Regions from separate parts of the Hordeum vulgare genome. Here region 1 is linked to region 2. The links are chromatin contacts, called in public Hi-C maps. All regions are on one chromosome and are shown on one strand. Each heading gives the region's core, a stretch centred on a gene start, on an enhancer-like site or on the middle of the called end of the contact. The rest is flanking DNA. Distances are from core to core; before and after follow the strand shown. Region 1 overlaps LOC123425305 (COP1-interacting protein 7). Region 2 holds the start of LOC123425301 (peroxisomal (S)-2-hydroxy-acid oxidase GLO4-like).

The links. A called contact is a pair of places that touch in the nucleus more often than the background predicts.
Region 1: a Hi-C map of seedling shows a contact between it and region 2, with 3 times the contacts expected there. The contact joins the enhancer-like site here to the promoter of LOC123425301 in region 2. A contact is called at or near these places in 1 of 6 Hi-C or Micro-C datasets (seedling) and 1 of 1 datasets of contacts at active chromatin or transcription factors (embryo).

What each region holds. Positions count from the first base shown.
Region 1 is chr2H:98,201,080-98,204,105 of MorexV3_pseudomolecules_assembly, reverse strand. LOC123425305 (COP1-interacting protein 7) reads left to right here. Exons shown (of 10, transcript XM_045108988.1): 10 at 1-258. Among protein-coding and RNA genes, the nearest start is that of LOC123425305, 10 kb to the left of the region's middle. Within about 2 kb of position 1,550, at least 1 of the 3 cell types and tissues checked has open chromatin away from gene starts, as enhancers often do. A contact at or near this core is called in seedling, where this site is marked.
Region 2 is chr2H:97,906,009-97,909,000 of MorexV3_pseudomolecules_assembly, reverse strand. It overlaps LOC123425301 (peroxisomal (S)-2-hydroxy-acid oxidase GLO4-like), which reads left to right and starts at 1,437. Exons shown (of 11, transcript XM_045108984.1): 1 at 1,437-1,598.

The DNA of each region.
Region 1 (3,026 bases), core at 301-2,800, 290 kb before region 2:
ATATATAAATACATATCCTGTATCTATGATAATTCTTATAAGCTGCCAGTTAAGCGTTTCCACTGTTGTTGTTTGCTAATTCTTTTTCTTTATCTTTTTTTTCATCTCTTGTGTAGAGTTGGACTTCTAGATTTTTTGCAATTTTTCCACTTTGCCCAGAGACACTGTATTATTTTTATTATTTTTGTGATATGCTTGTATCTCCCACTCCATTTGTTTCGCCGTTCACACATATATATCACAAATCCATTTCAAGGCTGTGTATTGTTCAGTAGATCATGCAATTTTCTTTCATATACATATTGCTGGAGCATTTCTTGTACAGGTGACATGTGATGCATAATTGGCTTTACTTCTTTGCCCTTTGAACGTACACTTTTACCCCGTAGGTGTAAAGTTTTCTTATTTTCTGAAGCGTATCTTGTGTATTAGTTGATTTGGACTGTTTTTGGGGCCAAATCCGTGTCGGAATTCTTCGATTTGAAACATGCAAACGAGTTGCATTCTCTGCCGACATGCGAACTTCCCATGGATATATTCCTTTTCCGGAATTATGAGCAGGCAGAATGACTTTCTGAATCAGAAAGGTTACGAAAGGCTACCAACATTATTAGGGTGAATTGCTCTGCTCTTCTTCCATGGTTCTCGACCAAGAACTTGCAAACAGAATTGACATAATCAAAGTCCTTGTGTCCAGTCCGTGCTCTTCCAAAATGACCACATCTCCATCAAAATTGTGATGGGATTCTCGGTTCAGAATTATAAGGCATGTATTGACCGCCCCAGGTTCAGTCTCCGATCGTCAAATTTCTTGTGCAATATTTTGTTAATAGTTACATATCACAACCATAAAGGAAATGCTTCTAAATATAAAATTCAATAATCCTCCCTTTGTAAACAAGTATAAGATGTTTTATAGAGGGAGTACAATTTTTGTGTCACAGAAAACCACATGTCGCAATATTAAATTGGACAAAGCTTAAAGATGGATAAGCAAAACACACCTTGTACTCTCTTCATTCCTAAATACAAGTCTTTTTAAAGATTTAACTAAAAAACTACATACGCAGCAAAATAAATGAATATACATTTTAAAATACTATATATATATATATATATATAAATATAGCTTTCTAGTGAAACCTTTAAAAAACTTATATTTAAAAACGGAGGAAGTATATCGTATATCTGAACGGAGAGTGTATGGACAATCAGTTTACGGAACAAATAAGAAGGGTATGAAGAGTGATACGTAGAACCTGTAGATTTTCCCCTCAAAAAAAAAAGAACGTATAGATTTTTTTTGACGGGTTGGAGAACATGTAGATAAGAAGCGTAATGTTATGTTTTTCGTTGACAGATCCATGTAATTTGCCTGGGCAAGTAAATGCAATCAAATTCTTGGATAGGATCCATGTGCATGCGTTACAAGTTTACACCACCCTAGTATTTTTCTAGTACCTAAATAATTGTAATTAAAAAAAATTAGTCTAGTTTTTTTCAACTAGTAGTGAGTGTAGGCCTCCTCTCCCATGCTCCACGTACTAGCAACTAGTGTAAGCCCCGACCTAGCGCATGTAGAGGCATGACTCGGACTCTGTAGATAGATCATGTCATCATGGCATGGCATCCTGCCGCCGTCCATGCACACCAATCGTATTATCTTCTGTAACTGCATTCAGCCCACTTTTGACTTCTGCATTCGAGTAGAGAAAACATTGAGGGAATATTTGTCAAGACTTGGGTTGGACTGCTCAAATTTGAGAGGCGGCCGCTTCTACAGAAAGGAGTTAAAGGAAATGAGAGTTCAGCTACATACGACTTTACTTCTCAGAAGGGCACTACGTGACAGTGCTATGTGGTATCATCCAGCGAATCTATACACACTATATGCCCATGTATAGCCATCCTAAACTATATGTCCATGTATGTAGTTTGTAGTAGAATCTTCGAAAAGAATTATATTTACAAACAAAGGTAGTAGAAGTAAGGGCATGTATTATTGTATAACGGTATTCATAGACAATTTTTTTAGCCAATTTATTCATAGACAGTAATATAGACAACCCATATAATGATTTATCTGTAAATAGTATATTTTTGGCCAAACTAATTGCGAGGAGAAATTACAGATGTACAACAACAAATTATTGTTTGAAAAAAATCCTATTTATGTCGGTAGATCTACAGACAAACTCTTTCTTTCTTCTCTTTCTCTTCCCTCTACTTCACTAAAGTTTCTATGTGGCAACTCGTACACACAGCTAACTAGACATCATTGTATCTGCCCTAAAAAGACGACACTTGTTGAAGAAAACTCTCCTCTCTTTCCTAAACGTGTGATACAAAGGGCCTGTTTGGGACTGCTTCACTCCATCAAAATCAGCTCCGCTTCATCAAATCCACTTTGGAGCAGTTTCATATAGGAGTTGCAACCATTTTAAGAGAATGTTTGGCTCTCATTTAGCTCCAGCTTCACGGATGGAAAATTTGATGAAAAGGATCTATTTGATTGGATGAGAGGTAAGAAACGAAGGGGTATCCACTTACTGGTGGCAGTGGTGGGTAATTTTCTTTCAACTCCAGCTTCTATAATTCTATGGAGCACCTCCTAGGGAGCTTCATAAAAAACAAGGAGTTGGACCCCAGATTTTAGTTTTTTTGCGGAGCGGTATATCGTGGAGCTACCCCGTTTGGCTTACGTTTTCTAGAGCGGAGCTGAATTTTCTGAAGCAGAGCAGTCTCGAACAGGCTCAAAGTAGTTTCCTTTTCCTACGTTTGAGCACATGTCGCCCCCTTCCCTCTGCATGTTCCCTGGCAACGATGGCAAGGTGAGAAGCCATCGTTGGTGCACATGTTCCCTATTCCCTCTGTTCAGTGTGTTAAGTTGTCGGGTAAACACTGCTCAGGCGATACCAATATCGCCATTGCCCCGATGGCGTCTTACGACGGTGTCAAGGAGCCACGGTTATGTGTGTAGGTAGTGTTGGGCTACGCGAGGTGCATCGGGTGCAATACAATTTTTT
Region 2 (2,992 bases), core at 188-2,687:
AACTGTTGGACAAAGGATACATGAGACCAAGCTCTTCACCTTGGGGATCGTCAGTACTATTTGCCAAAAAGAGAGATGGGATGCTAAGACTTTGCATCGATTATCGAGCCCTCAACATGGCCACCATCAAGAACAAATATCCACTACGCAGGATAGATAATTTGTTTGATCAGTTAGCACAAGCAAAGGTATTTTCGAAGATCGATTTGCGATCAGGGTATCATCAGCTTAAGATACGTTCAGAAGACATTCCAAAGACATCATTTACGTCATGATATGGATTGTATGAGTTCACGATGATGCCTTTCGGACTAACAAACCCACCAGCTTACTTCATGCATTTAATGAATAAGGTATTCATGAAGTACATGGATAAGTTTGTCGTAGTCTTCATCGACGACATACTTGTCTACTCCAAGAAGCCCGAAGAACATGCCGGACACCTAAGGATTGTGTTGGAAGAACTGCGTAAACATCAATTGTATGCCAAGTTCAGCAAATGTGAGTTTTGGCTGAAGCAAGTTGGATTTTTGGGACATGTAATGACCCAAGAAGGCATAGCTATGGATCCTGAGAAGGTCAAGGCTGTAAGTGAATGGCCGCAACCAGCCAACGTGACAGACATCCGAAGTTTCCTCGAAATGGCGGGATGCTACCGGAGATTTACTGAAAAAATTCCACTATTGCCAAGCCCATGACCCAGCTACTCAAAAAGAAAAAGAAGTTTGAATGGAGTGAGGCATGTGAGAATAGTTTCCAAGAACTGAAGAAGAGACTAACCACGGCTCCCGTGATGATTGTGTGAGACTTAAACAAAAAAATAAAGTATACTCTTGTTGGAAATATGCCCTAGAGGCAATAATAAAATGGTTATTATCATATTTCCTTATTCATGATAATTGTCTATTGTTCATGCTATAATTGTATTAACGGAAAACAGTAATACATGTGTGAATAAGTAGATCACAATGTGTCCCTAGCAAGCCTCTAGTTGGCTAGCTCGTTAATCAATAGATGATCATGGTTTCCTGATCATGGACATTAGATGTTATTGATAACAGGATTACATCATTGGGAGAATGATGTGATGGACAAAACCCAATCCTAAGCATAGCACTAGATCGTATTGTTCGTATGCTAAAGCTTTTCTAATGTCAAGTGTTTTTTCCTTCGACCGTGAGATTGTGCAACTCCCGGATACTGTAGGAGTGCTTTGGGTGTATCAAACATCACAACGTAACTGGGTGACTATCACTACGGGTACCTGTGAAAGTCTCTGTGTGACGAAGAGGTAACTCTGGGTCCACTCGATAGAACATCATCATGAGCTTAATGTGAACCCAAAGGCCTGTAGGGCCGGCCAGCATGTAATTTTCGTTTTCACCAGTGTAGGCCTGTAGGGCCGGCCAGCATCATCCTCTCCTTGTCCTTACCTCGCTTGAGACATCAGCAGACTCACTCACTCGATCATCCACTAACCCACTATCCTTCCGTTCCCAGCCAGCAGCCAGCAGCCGGCAATCAATCAGTCTCTCCCCCTTGGTGATTTCATCTTCCCGACATCTCTGATAGCAGCCCATCCTCGTCGATCTCTGTAGGTATGGTGCTTGCCTTCTGCTCCACGCACGATCCCCTCCTTCAATTCGCTGTCTCGTACGGCCGTTCCGCTCTCGATTTGCTGTCGATCTCCGGCTGACCGGCTGCTCTACGTGGCCCTGTGGGCCTGGCAGACGAGACCGCCGTGTTACTGTGGATCTTGAATCGTCCCCGACTGCCCACTGTGCGGTGCAGTTATTTGATTGATTCAAGTTGCTTCGGAGATTCAGGGGCGATTGTATGCCCGCTGTTTTCTTCTCGATTTGTGCCCCGTCTCGGCAGACTCGGGGTCTTATCTTTAAGCTCAGTAGGACACCTTATGTAGCAGCACGTTAAGTGTTCGACCTTGGGCCTCACAAGGTTCCTCACTGGTTACTCCGGGCGATCAGAGCAGACTCTTTGAGGTTCATGATTCATGAACAAACGCTTTGTAGTCCCGAAGACGCGCATCCTCCTTAATCATGTCGATTAGCCCAGCCTTCATTTGAATGTAGCTGTGTGTTTTGTGCGTCAGGGTAGTTGGTAGTGAACTTTTGAATGTGTTTTGTGGTTTCAAGTGTTGAATGTTTGTACACATTGGTGCTCGGTCTATCCATTTCAGGAGACGTGGTAGATCATTAAAGTAGTGATCTATACGCTCTTGTATTTCTTTACAGAGGGAGTAGCTTTTATCGATAGGCCGGGTCACATCAGGTGTGCAGTCACACTGTCAAAGGACTTTGTACTCGAATAGTTTGATCTGGAGCCATTTCAATTTGCCTTGTACTCTTTGATTCCCCACAGTTGTCAGTGACCAGCAGTAGAAACTCACTGTTTTGCCCAACAAAAATCATCACCTCTTTGTATCGGTTCGGCCGGTTCGCCTTTATACATAAGACTGCACAAAAGCCTATTTCGAGGAGACCCAACAAAATGAGTCATGACACGCATTCTCGCAGTAAAAACTTCTCTATTTGACTCCTAACTTCAAAACAGTGAAACTAGATTATATAAATTGTTGACAGGTTGTGGTGCTCAATTATTGGCAAGGTTTTACACCTGAATGAATATTAAATCAAATTTTGTGCCGCGAGTTTCTTCAGAACTGTACTCTTGTTGCATTGCTTCTGTATATGTACCTTTCTATAAAATCTGCAGAATTAGAATTTTAACCATCTTGGCTTGAGTCTGTTGTGATTGGATTATCTTCTTTAGAGAAGCTATATGTTTAGATTGTCAGTAAATCAAGTTTAGCACTGCAAATGTTCGTATGACGGCACTTTACTCCATAAGTGGTATTTGCAACGTCATATATTTCAGTTTACAAACATGTTCTATTAGTACAGCTACATCATCTTATCACTACTCTCTCCGATCCATATTAATAATCGCTGATTTAGTACACATTAAACTGTAA